Linked DNA regions of Mus musculus: region 2 is linked to region 1. A link is a contact called in public promoter capture Hi-C data. All regions are on one chromosome and are shown on one strand. The core of a region is the stretch at or near the end of the contact, and the rest is flanking DNA. Distances in the headings are between cores, read along the strand shown.

Region 1 (2,700 bases), core at 182-2,681:
CCAAATGTGCCTAGCATAAAAGCCCATAGCGCTGCCTTGCCTTCATTTGAAAGGATGAGATTGAGCACTTTTTAAAACAAAACTTTAATATAACCCTACAGAGCGTACAAAATATACACTCTTGGGGGAGGGGGAAAGTGTCCTTACCCTGTCTTTGGCAAAGTTACCAGATAGAATCTGCAAAACTAAAGTCCCTACAAGAGGCTACATATTTACAAACCCCTGAGGGCACACAGGTTGGCTTTAGCTCGCAGCAGTGATGACTTCATTGTGCTGTCAATAGAACAACTGATAAAGACTAATTGTAACTGCTCTGCATATGTTAGGTCATTTAATCTTACATGAGGCACAAAAACCACAACAAGACAGATACCATTATCTCTGTTTTAATGATGAAGAGACCAAAGGGAGATTAAATTACCTCGGGTCAAGCAATCCATAAGTGGTATGGGTGAGATTTGAATGCATCCAATGTGAGTTTGCCTCCAGATGACGTCTTTTAATCACATAATTGACTGTATAGATATAGAACGGTTAATAAGGTTCTTAAATTATGCCTTAGCACACACAATGTCCAGGAAGGTCAGATAGCCAGGTATGGAGCCATTTAGTCAGGAGTAGTGTCAGAAGTGAGCCCAGACCCGAAGCCACTTTAGCTCTCCCTCTGAAAGAGTATTCGCTAAGACCGAGCTGCCCTGGATGCGACTTGAATCGGTTTTTTTTGCATGCTCTCTACTCATCTGCATCCAAGTTCAGCTAAAGACGATCACAGAGGATATGCCTCGCACAGATATTGTAAGGGATGCATTTGTTTTAGGCTGAACAATTATATGAGCCTCTAAGGAGGGGGGGGAGCATTTTTTTAATGTTGATATATGCCACTAAGAGGAATTTAAAGTCACCAAGAACACTTCAATTACTTCAGCACTTGCAAACAGCAGAGTTAATGAAAAGCAAGCGTATTTTCTCAGGATCTGGTTTTTTGTTGTTGTTGTTGTTCAGATTAGCAAAAGAACCCCTGAAACCCTCACAGGAAGTGAGGCAATAGCGACTGGGCCGACTTCATCTCCCTGTTGCACCGCAGAATGTTGCGCCTCGTGTGACCCTAATGGAGGGAAAATAGTTTTGTTATTTGAGCGTAAAGACTAAATAATGATAAATCGGTTGCCTGAAGTGCAGAAACAAATGGGTGTGTGGCATTAACAGAGTTAATTGTAGATGCAGATTAAAAGGCAAGATTAAGTAGTGGAAGAAAAGCAGAGTCACCTTCGGCCCAGACCCGCCAAGCAGAGGCGGTCAGTCACCTAGCAACAAGTTTCCTTTCCCCGCTGCGCTCTTTAATTCGGCAAATCTGCTCAGGGTGGCGGGCTGTTCTCCTGACAAAACGCATTATGTAGGAGACGGAGGGATACAAAACTCCAGTGAACACCGCACTCTGCTCGCTATTGACCACTGATCCTTTCTCTCAATCCACAAAAGAGGCTCACATAATGCCCTGAAAGGAGAAGAGTCTCCACAGAGAAAACATTTGCTTGTAATTGAGATTGACTACATAATGAAAATGATGTTCTTTTTTAAAATTCTGCTTGTTGAGGCCACACTTTTTGTCTCCGAGCACTCAAAACATATCCCTGCTGGGAAAAGGGGCAAACATTGTAAAAACTCAAAACTGTGATTTTTTCCCTCCCCCCTTTGCATTGAAAACGCCCATTCTGTAACAAAATGGCCAGGTCTCTCTCCTTAGAACTTAAACAAGTGCTAAGAAGGTAAACAGGAAAACTTCTATTCAGCGGTGCTGTCGAGTTTGCTGGCTTTGCATGCTCATTGATTTGCACAACAACTGGACGGAACTGGATGGGAAATTGGATTTCTTGATTGTGTCCTCTGTGGGGAGACTGTACATTGCTGGACAAAACTCAGCCGGCATTTAAAACGCGTGGCTTTTAAACACCCGTTAAAATTTTCACCTGGCTGAGAAGAAGCAAGAACCACGAGAAAGTAAAAATAGTCTCTGTCTGGAAGCCGCGAAGCTAACGGGTGATTTCCCATCAAAAGGATGGGGTTGGGCGGGCTCTTTGTGAGGCTGGCACAGAAGAACAGCAGCCTGGTTGTAGCCATACCAATAGACCTATCAATTCTGAAATAACGTGGAAATTATGCTTAATTGGGAGACAGTCATATTTCCTATTTCAAGGATTTTTTTCGGGCAAAGCGACTTTCATAAACAAGTGAGCACTCTGAGGGCACCTGCATTCAACACTCCTCTGCTGCCAGTCTCCATTCTAGAGGCCAAGGATGCAAGCATGGAACATAGATGGTCCTTCAAAGACAAACAGGAGTGGAGTGTTTGTATAGAAACTGCTGTGGGGACTGGGAGAACAGCCACCCAGAGCATCGGTTCTCAACCTTCTTCATGCTGAGACCCTTTAATACCATTTCTCAAGTTATAGTGACCTCCAGCCTTAACATTATTTTCATTGCTGTTTCATAACTGAAATGTTGCCACTGTTATGAATCATAATGTAAATAAATATATGATATGCAGGGTATCTGGGGGTCACAATCCACTTGTTGAGAACTGCTGGCCTAGCGTCACGTGCAGTCTGATGGGAGAAGTGTTTGCTCCATATTTCTGCAAAAAGGAAGACAATAAGCCAGCCAGCCCCTTACCTAAAGAAAATGTGGTTAGTGACTGTCTCG
Region 2 (2,700 bases), core at 102-2,601, 85 kb before region 1:
TCATGCCTGAGGCTAGAGGATGCTTGAAGAGTTTGGGCCTGAGTTGCAAGCTCCAAAAGCTGGCGAATGAAAAGCATAGGCCGACTAGCTTGCTGGGTGGAGACAGGATAGTTGTCATGAGGAAACACGTCTTTCTGCCTCTTAGAATCTGAGACTCTCTGAAAACTGAAACCTTTTTCAGAGCATCAGGGAAGGATGCAGCCGGGATTTAAAAATAGAGCTAACTAAATAGGCTTCACTTGATGAGAGCCTGGGTCCATGCTAGTAAAAATTAGCTTTGGGCCTCTGGATTTCTGATTGATCCTGGGCTTTTAATCTTTCTCCCTCCCTCCGCCCCCGTTTCCCTAACTACAGCGACATTTTAGTTTGGTGACCCACATCAGCTGCTGCAGTGACCCCCAAAACCCCAAGAACCAGGGGGGGGGGACGGTGGGGAACCAGGAGCCTGCATAGGAATCTAGAACACAGTGGGCTCATAAACCCAAGACAGACTGCATTCCCAGCTCCCTTTGAATTTGGGTCCCTGGACACCAGGTAAGGGCCAAGAATGCCTCCTCCCGCCCCATCCCGGTGTGCACCAAGCCTAGAGGCCTGCTGGTACTGACCTGTTTTTGGCTGCAGCTGCCCGGTCTCTTTGTCTGCGGTTTTTGAACCAGTTGCCCACCTGTGTGGGGGTCAGTCCGGTTGCCTGGGCGAGCTCTCGCTTTTTGCTGGGGTTGGGATATGGGTCCTGAAGGTACCACTCTCGAAGCAGGTGCCGCGTGCGCTCCTTGAAGCAGTGAGTCTTCTGTTCGCCATCCCAAATGGTCCGCGGCAGCGGGAACTTCTTCCTTACTCGGTACTTGTCTACTGGCCCTAGGGGCCGTCCACGCAGCTTCTCTGCCTCCTGGTAATGCGCTTCGAGCCACAGCGCCTGCAGCTTGGCGTGCGATTCCTTAGTAAACTTATGATTTTCCAGGATATGATAAAGCTCGCGGTAGTTGCCACCGTGGAAAGCCACGATGGCTCTCGCTCGCAGCACCGACTCATTCTTGTTAAGGGCTTCACAAGCTGCTGGGGCCACGGGCAGCGACCATAGGAAGCGACCTAGGCGCTCCACGTCGCCGCTTTCCTCCAGGGTCTCACATACCCCGGCTACTTGCTGGGGGCTGAAATTCAAAATGGGCAGCTGGAACATCGAGGCTGCGCGGGCGCCCCGGGTGGGACACGCAGCAGATGCCCGCGGGCCGAGCGGGGTGCGGCTGGGGGTTACAGAGTCGGGGGGAGCCTTCCCGCCTGGAAGAGCTGTGGGTTGGGTTCGGCTGCGCTTGCTCAGCTAGGAAAAGCCAGCCAGCTAGACCGTGCCGCTACTGGGGTGGGCGGATTGGAGACGCGGGCGCCATGGAGACCCCCTGTCAGTCACTAGGCTGCTCTGCCAATCAAGGCTGCGACTAGAGCGCCCCGGTCGTTTCAGCACCTCCCCAGAATCGACAGCGCCCACGGTTTGCCGGGGAGACTGCTGAACCTGAAGAATGAAAAAAGAGGTAGGAGTGGCTGGAACGCACACGAAATCCGCAGCGTCTCACCCTCCGGGCTCCCCCTGTCCAGCCCCTCCCTCTTGTTTTCCCACCAGAGAGGTAGGATGCTGCAGGAATTCACTTTGGGAGCGATGCTATGCCGGGGTCGAAAGGACTCCAGAGGACAAAAGAGGACTGGGAGAAACAAACCCTTTGAGAAAGTTTAAACATAGGGAAGCGACAACCCCCCACCCCCGGGAAGAGCATGCACCAAAGGGACAGGGAGGGGAAGTGGATCCTCTCATTTTTTTTTTCCCCAGGCACCCATTCCTGCCTGTCTGCCGCTTACCATTTCCAGCTGCATAGGAAGCAAGCCGGGAACAGAAGGAACAGAACCACAGATCTGTAGTAGAGGTCAGTTTGGACTCTAACTTTGCTCCCTTCAAAGGTCCCTGGAACTGTTTTATATGGCGGCAAGGACACACAGACACACACAGACACACACAGACACACACACACACACACACACCATTTGACAACTAGGTGCTAATCACGGAGTCTAACTCCAAGAAATGCAAGCTGTAGGGGCTTCTGACTAAATAAAGTTATCCTTCATAGACCCCCTCTCTCCAGTTCAGTGGACTTGAACAAATGGGCAGCAGCCACATCTAGAGTGAGAAGCCATTCTTAGGTCAAGACAGCAACTTAAAAGCCTACTTCAAAGATCCTTTAAAAACAGATTTGATTCTCTCATGGCAGGCTGATTTTGCCTCTGTCTAGAACTTACAACTCCTGGGGCGGACATAGAAACCGTGTGGTTTTTTTTTTTTTTTTTTTTTTTTTTTTTTTTTTTTTTTTTTTTTTTTTAGATCAGAAGTGCCAGCAAGATAAAGTGCAGGCTGCATCCCACAATGCCGTGCAGTTAAGGTGGCAAGGTAGATTGGTCAGAGCCACGGGTCACTGACCCCTCCTGCAGAGAGCATGGGCCTTTTTTGGCACTCTGCCTTCTGGCCAATAGATTGAATTGGCAACATTTATTGATTCCCAATTGACATCCACATCATACCGCTTTCTGGGGCTTCCGTCGAGGAAACCACGATCTCATGTAGCCATGGACGGGGCTTATTAGTTGGTAGAAAGGAAACACTGGGTATAGGTGCCCCCCCCCGCCCCCCCCCCAAAAAAAATCAGACGACAAGGTTCA

What was found. Promoter capture Hi-C pulls out the DNA fragments that hold promoters and counts their contacts.
Region 2: a promoter capture Hi-C map of second pharyngeal arch cranial neural crest shows a contact between it and region 1, with 4 times the contacts expected there. The contact joins the promoter of Six6 here to the enhancer-like site in region 1. A contact is called at or near these places in 15 of 39 promoter capture datasets (the 3T3-L1 cell line, the C10 cell line, cranial neural crest and 8 more), 14 of 484 Hi-C or Micro-C datasets (the P5424 cell line, colorectal tumor organoids, cortical neurons and 6 more), 18 of 115 datasets of contacts at active chromatin or transcription factors (DN3 thymocytes, bone marrow-derived macrophages, craniofacial prominence and 9 more) and 2 of 9 other capture datasets (adipose tissue and macrophages).

Annotation. Positions count from the first base shown.
Region 1 is chr12:72,853,247-72,855,946 of GRCm38.p6, reverse strand. No RefSeq gene overlaps it. Among named protein-coding and RNA genes, the nearest start is that of Gm40441, 10 kb to the right of the region's middle. Within about 2 kb of position 1,431, at least 18 of the 459 cell types and tissues checked have an H3K27ac peak or open chromatin away from gene starts, as enhancers often do. A contact at or near this core is called in craniofacial prominence, embryonic stem cells and second pharyngeal arch cranial neural crest, where this site is marked.
Region 2 is chr12:72,938,533-72,941,232 of GRCm38.p6, reverse strand. Six6 (sine oculis-related homeobox 6) reads right to left here and starts at 1,351. Exons shown (of 2, transcript NM_011384.5): 1 at 606-1,351. The coding sequence starts at 1,177.